2 separate regions of the Mus musculus genome follow, and region 2 is linked to region 1. Evidence: chromatin contacts called from public HiChIP or PLAC-seq data. All regions are on one chromosome and are shown on one strand. The core of a region is the stretch at or near the end of the contact, and the rest is flanking DNA. Distances in the headings are between cores, read along the strand shown. Region 1 has its middle 70 kb from the start of Adam6b. Region 2 holds the start of Adam6b (a disintegrin and metallopeptidase domain 6B).

The links. HiChIP or PLAC-seq counts read pairs in DNA pulled down with a chosen protein or histone mark.
Region 2: a contact with region 1 is called in a RAD21 HiChIP or PLAC-seq map of pro-B cells, with 5 times the contacts expected there. The contact joins the promoter of Adam6b here to the enhancer-like site in region 1. A contact is called at or near these places in 2 of 15 datasets of contacts at CTCF or cohesin (large pre-B cells and pro-B cells), 1 of 484 Hi-C or Micro-C datasets (CD4 T cells), 9 of 115 datasets of contacts at active chromatin or transcription factors (CD8 T cells, T-cell acute lymphoblastic leukemia, bone marrow-derived macrophages and 6 more) and 3 of 9 other capture datasets (adipose tissue, liver and pancreatic islet).

The regions. Positions count from the first base shown.
Region 1 is chr12:113,417,278-113,420,912 of GRCm38.p6, reverse strand. It overlaps Igh and Ighm. Among named protein-coding and RNA genes, the nearest start is that of Adam6b, 70 kb to the left of the region's middle. Within about 2 kb of position 1,657, at least 3 of the 459 cell types and tissues checked have an H3K27ac peak or open chromatin away from gene starts, as enhancers often do. A contact at or near this core is called in pro-B cells, where this site is marked.
Region 2 is chr12:113,487,503-113,491,137 of GRCm38.p6, reverse strand. Adam6b (a disintegrin and metallopeptidase domain 6B) reads right to left here and starts at 1,573. Exons shown (of 1, transcript NM_001009545.1): 1 at 1-1,573. The coding sequence starts at 1,573. It also overlaps Igh.

The sequences.
Region 1 (3,635 bases), core at 408-2,907:
CAATGTCTCCCTGATCATGTCTGACACAGGCGGCACCTGCTATTGACCATGCTAGCGCTCAACCAGGCAGGCCCTGGGTGTCCAGTTGCTCTGTGTATGCAAACTAACCATGTCAGAGTGAGATGTTGCATTTTATAAAAATTAGAAATAAAAAAAATCCATTCAAACGTCACTGGTTTTGATTATACAATGCTCATGCCTGCTGAGACAGTTGTGTTTTGCTTGCTCTGCACACACCCTGCATACTTGCCTCCACCCTGGCCCTTCCTCTACCTTGCCAGTTTCCTCCTTGTGTGTGAACTCAGTCAGGCTTACAACAGACAGAGTATGAACATGCGATTCCTCCAGCTACTTCTAGATATATGGCTGAAAGCTTGCCTAACCTGGTGCAGGCAGCATTCAGGCACATATATAGACACACATGCATTTATACATAGATATATAGGTACACATGTGTAGACACATACATGAATGTGTATTCATGGACACACAGACAAAGGTACACATATATACACATGAGTTCATGCGCACACACATGCATGGACACTTACAAACGCCTTCAGAGACAAATAGGCATAGACACACAACCACTCACAGAAACAGATACCAATATGCATGGTCCTGTGTACACAGAAACAGACTATAGGCAAATATACACAAATAAACTATATAGATACAAAGATATGCATATACACACATGTACAGAAACATCTTCACATGTGTACACTAACATGTGAACAGGTATAGCACACAGATACACCTGGACTCTGACCAGGGCTGTAATCTCCAAGGCTCACGGCTCAGAGAGCCTACACTAGGCTGGGTCACTGATACTCCTCAGGAGCCCACTCTATGATTGGGAGAGATAACCCCAGGTACAAAGTATGCCTATCTGTCTCAACACCATGGGGCAGAAGATACTCCACTAACCACCCATGACAGAAAGTTAGCCTTGGCTGTGTCTCCATTAATAGAACACCTCAGAAGACCAATGTGAAATTGCCTAACCCACTCACACCCACCCTGATCTCCAGTTCAAAATGCAGAAAACATAATGCAGTTGTCCAAAAGATGCCCCAACCACACACACACACACACACACACACACACACACACACACACACACACACACACACACACACCATCAAGGAGCCTCTGTAAGGAGTCACCACCCAATAACACTGCCTCTTTGGGCTCATATCCTGGACATTCTTCATATTCATATCCATTTGGGGCCTAGGCTTTAGATATCCCCAAGGGCTCATCTTTACAGGGATCAGAGATCCCAATAAATGCCCTGGTCCCACAGCCTCCCTCAGGTATCTGTCTGTTTATCTCTTGGTACCAAGACCCAACATTGCTGGCAGGGGTAGGACAAGCAACGCACGGGAACTCTGATCAAAGAAAGTCATGAGATGCCTGAGTCCTTCAGGAAGTAAGGAGGGACAACCTCTGGTATCCCTGTTCTTATTGCTAAAGCCCAAGAGACAGGGAGACCTGCTCTAAATTCTCAGTCTAAACAGCACCGATGGCACCACCTGCTCAGGGAAAGTCCAGAGCACACCAATATCATTTTGCCACAGTTCCTGAGTCTGCCTTTACCCAGGTCCATACATTGCATCTGTCTTGCTTGCTCTGCTGCCCCAGGGCTCCTGGAACAAAGGCTCCAAATTAGTGTGTCCTACAGCTTGGCCTGTTCTGTGCCTCCGTCTAGCTTGAGCTATTAGGGGACCAGTCAATACTCGCTAAGATTCTCCAGAACCATCAGGGCACCCCAACCCTTATGCAAATGCTCAGTCACCCCAAGACTTGGCTTGACCCTCCCTCTCTGTGTCCCTTCATAGAGGGGGAGGTGAATGCTGAGGAGGAAGGCTTTGAGAACCTGTGGACCACTGCCTCCACCTTCATCGTCCTCTTCCTCCTGAGCCTCTTCTACAGCACCACCGTCACCCTGTTCAAGGTAGTGTGGTTGTGGGGCTGAGGACACAGGGCTGGGACAGGGAGTCACCAGTCCTCACTGCCTCTACCTCTACTCCCTACAAGTGGACAGCAATTCACACTGTCTCTGTCACCTGCAGGTGAAATGACTCTCAGCATGGAAGGACAGCAGAGACCAAGAGATCCTCCCACAGGGACACTACCTCTGGGCCTGGGATACCTGACTGTATGACTAGTAAACTTATTCTTACGTCTTTCCTGTGTTGCCCTCCAGCTTTTATCTCTGAGATGGTCTTCTTTCTAGACTGACCAAAGACTTTTTGTCAACTTGTACAATCTGAAGCAATGTCTGGCCCACAGACAGCTGAGCTGTAAACAAATGTCACATGGAAATAAATACTTTATCTTGTGAACTCACTTTATTGTGAAGGAATTTGTTTTGTTTTTCAAACCTTTCCTGCGGTGTTGACAGCCCAAGGATTATCTGAATAGAGCTTAGGAACTGGAAATGGAACAGTGCAGTCTGATGGTACTTAAGGGAGAAAGAGGGAAAGGAGGTGTGGAAGAAGAAAAAAGAGAAGCAGAGGGGGAGGGGAGAAGGGAGAGGGAGAGGGAGAGGGAGAGGGAGAGGGAGAGGGAGAGGGAGAGAGAGAGAGAGAGAGAGAGAGAGAGAGAGAGAGAGAGAGAGCATGCACTCTAACAGCAAAGTACAACACAGGCAGCCAATGGATAGCACTCTGGTTATCTACCCTGATGGAAGAAGGGAAGTAGGGCAGAGAAAATTCCAGGCCTAATCTCCCAAAAGCAACAGAACCTGGAAACTAGCCTCTAGCCTTAGGTCTCTGCTCTGTCCCCAGCCCACCATCTTGGGCTGGTGTTGCTTCAAGCTAGTAATTTAGGTCTTATCCCAAAGCTTTGTGGTATGTGGGTGTGCCTTTGGGGAGTTGGCTGAGATTTTGAAGATGTTTGTACCTCTCCCACAACATGACAAGCCCTAGGGGTTAGTCAATAACTCAAATTCTCTGTCTATGACAACTGCTGTATGACTATATGAAGAAATGGGATAAAGATGCTATAGTCACTCGAGGACAGATAAAGGCCTGCTCACAGAGCAAGAATGGAAAGGAGAGGAAGGCAGGTCATGGGCTTCAGTTCAGAGAAGGAAGCACAGCAAATACAAGGTGAGGGCCATGCTAGTTACTCCCTTGTTCATCATGTGGACAGCTAGAGAAGCCCACTGACATGGGAAGTCTGGGCTAACTGACTACATTGAGAGGAGGACCAGGAAGCAGGGCATGAGAGAGAACATCAGACCATGGGAGGGATCTGTGTAGATGCCAGGGTCCTAAAGAGAGTCTTTAAATAAATGTGTGGGGTAGCACCTTGGTGATGGTCCCTTTCTGAGTTGGGATTCTAGTGGGTAGCTGCAGGATACAGAGAGCAGAAATCATCTAATGGGAAACCACTGTAGAGATGATAGGACTCGTCACCAAATTCCAGATATATTGTAGTCATTCACCATGGTATGGTACTTCTCATACCAGCATCTATTTTTGTTACCCTGGGATGCTGGGGCAAAGTGCCACACATGGCAGTTTGAGCAGCAGAACTCTGTTCTTTCCCAGTTCTAGAGGCCAGAAGTGTGGGCTACAGCAAGCTCTGCTCTGTCCCCAGCCCACCATCTTGGGCTGGTGTTG
Region 2 (3,635 bases), core at 324-2,823, 70 kb before region 1:
GTATGTTGCGATCAGTGCAGTTACCTTTATAGCAGTAACCATCTTCTGAGCATGGTGTCCCATCTTGCAGATAAGTGTCATCTGGGCAAATGTATTTAGTCCCATTACAGTACTCTGGAAGATCACATATGTTCTGGATAGGTCTGCAGAGTGTCCCAGAAGGACTGTAAGTGCAATTTGCACAGCATAATTCTTTATCACAAATGCTACCAGGTGTTAACCTGCAATCATTTCCACAGCAGGGATCTGAATAACATGCCTTTTGGGAGCCACAGTCACACTGCTCATCGTTATCTACTTTGAAGTTTCCACAAAACTTATAAGTCAATGATGTATTATAATAAACATGACGGTCATAGAAAAGACATGGCATCAGACCAGGAGTATTAAGTATGTTGCTTATCTCTGCAAGGGAACAATTGCTGAAAGCATCTGTTAATTGAGGATGTCTGAACATAATGCAGGTGTTCCTTCTCTGGCAGACACAGTACCCCTCATCATATTTTAAGCCTAAACTCCTTCCAACACGATTGGTTATTATAGGAGATAAAAATAAAGGATTTCGATCATATTTACCAATACAAATTAGGGCTAAGGAAGAACATATACTCCTCTCAGCTGGATTAACCTGGTTATCTTGTGGCCCATACTTATTAAGTAAAACTCCTGCATCAGGCTTAAATTTATTATAAAAGACTGACACATAGTAATTATAAGCCGACCCTCCTGGAACTGCAAACTCAAGTCGAAATGGATCAGAATTGGTGTACACAGTCATGAGAAAGACATAGTACCGCATATGAAGATTGGTCAGATAGGTGTCCATTAAACTAATGACTTGAAACAAATACCCAACAGTAGATGAAAGTTTGTCACCTGCAGCAGAATTATATACAGAATTGGTTGCTTGAAAGTGGCCTTTTATAGCAGCTGGATGTGTAGCGTAGTTCTTACTAGATATTCTGGGAGCTCCATCTGCATATTCCAATCTGGAGGAGGGAGAACCTGTATTATGGCTCCAGTGCTTCCATGCATTCATAGGCCCTGTGTCATCAGACTCAGATACTATCTGAGAAACAAGGTGTTCAAAGCTCTGTGAATCATTGAGGGGTTTGATTTCATAGGTAAGGTCATCTAACTTCATGACCCCTGACAGGCCCCCATAACAAGTATCCACAGTGACCATGGATTGTGGGATCCCCTCCAGGTAGCCAATATAGTAACAATCTACAGGAAAAAAGGGGTAATCCATCTGTAAGGCTCCTTGGTCATCTTGAGTTGTCAGCAACAAGTGTCTGGGCCAAATGAGTGTCTTTCTCCGCAGGTGGATGATATGTCTCTGGCCCCGAAAATGCAAGCTATATGAGAGCAGTCTTTGTGCTTGAAGTCCTTTGGTATGGTAGATCTCCTTCCGAGGAATAACCACCTCCGATGAGATGTAACGCCAAGTAGGATGGCCTTGAGAACACCAGACTGGAACCAGGAGGAGCAGCCAGAGTGCAAATAGCAAGAGGAGGACCCTGGGGACCACAGGTCTTTCCACTAGCCTCATGCCCCAGGTCAGAGATAACATCCTGGGTGGAGCTAAATCCCTCTGCTGTGGCCACTGCCTGGTCTAGAAAATACTGACAGAGGACTAAAAACCTCCTCAGGCTCCCAACCTAAGTGGTTACCCAGACAACTGGAGTTAGGTAACAGTCACTGGGTGTGGCAGGAATTGAGTCTGAATGTGTTAGCTGAGGTTGAGGTTAAATATTGTCAAAAGGGATGTCTATAAATGTGCCTGGACAAGAAAAGTCAGAAGCAGCAAGGAGTGTCTCTGACAGGCTCAATCCTTTCTTTTCTTTTTTTGAAGTTCAAAATATCATTTCCACGTGAATGTATTTGGTTCCCAGTGTGACTCTGGGTCTCTTTCTAGGAGTCAATATTTCTTTATATCTTGGCTCATGTTTCTCACAGTTGTTCTAATTTCTTGTTTTGTTTTGTTTGTTTGTTTGAACGTTAGTAGTAAATACTGTCTATATTAGCCTTTTAGCTATAAATGATTGTTTTTATTTCTTCTAATCATATTTTGTTTGAGTTTTGGTTAAACTATTTACAAATGAGTTTTTTTTTTTTCCTTTTGGGTGTTGCTCGAAAGTTTGGAGCTTTCTGTTAATATTGTGTTGTTATTTTTCCAATATTATTAGACCTGAGAATTCTATCTGGGTACCTGTGAACTCTAGAATTTTTAAAAATTCCATCTCTTGGGAACATTACCTCTGACCCCGTCTGAGGCCGAAGTGGCTGTCCCCCTCCAACCTTTAGTATCTTTCTTTCCTGACTATTGGGATTTCTTCAAGCAATCAGGCTGATGGGTTCTCAGCAGTGAGACCAGTAGACTGCCGGTATGAACGTCGAAGAGACTGCCACACACTCCAGGTTCATCAACAGTGCTTTCGCGTCTCTTACTTTTGTAGAAGGAAAAGCAGCCTCTGAGTTATCTCCAAGAAATCATTAATGAAAGAGTTAAAAGATGGGTATCACCCGGAGTTCATGACAAGCCCTGGCTCAGACACGTGAGCAAGGTCTACAGCCCCAAAGATAGGCTGCCCTGCAACATGTATTTATAAGATAGAAGAAAAAAATGGGTGGTTGGAGGGTTGATCAACTTACTTCCTCTCAAACATATATATCTCATCTAAGTGTGCAGGGGAAAACTCTGTAGGACTACTGGGATTGTTATTATCATTATTATTATTATTATTATTATTATTATTATTATTATTATTATTAACTTAAGGCATTTTATTAGATATTTTCTTCATTTAGTTTTCAAATGTTATCCCCGGAACCTCCTATACTCTCTCCCTGCCCTGCTCCCCAACCCACCCACTCCTACATCCTGGCCCTGGCATTCCCCTATACTGTGGCAGATGATCTTCGTAAGACCAAGAGCCTTTCCTCCCATTGATGGCCTACTAGGCTATCCTCTTTTACATATGCAACTAGAGTCACAGCTCTGGGGAGGTATTGCTTAGTTCATATTGTTTTTCCTCCTATAGGGTTGCAGATCCCTTTAGCTCCTTGGGTACTTTCTCTAGCTCCTCCATTGGGGGCCCTGTGTTCCATCCAATAGATGACTGTGAGCATCCACTTCTGTATTTGCCAGGTATTGGCATGGATCTTACTGCACCTTCTGAACTCTCTAAGCAGCTTTCCTGGTCACCTCCAGGAGCCTCATGAATAAGTCTCTGCTTCCCCCTTGTGGCTATGAGCATTACTGCACCTGATACACCCTGCAGCTTCCTAGGGAAGAGGGAGGAAGTGGCTTGGCCCCTGTCTGGTTAAGGTAAGAGGAGATAAATCCCTTCTCATGAATTAGGGTGAGAAGGGTCATGTGCTCTATCATTGGTGACCAACTTGGGGACATGGGCTTATACAGTCATCACTCTGAGGCTCTGTGTACCACCAGACTGAACTCCCATATCCTACATGCACATAGGACAACACCAAGTAGAAGGAGGTTTTAGGACTAAACTGAAGGACAGAGATGGGGTTTCTAAACAACTAGGGAGTGCCAGGGCCAGCCTCTCTAACCACTATAGGACACTATGGAGTCTGGTTACAAAGAGAGATTACTCAAGGTCCTTAGC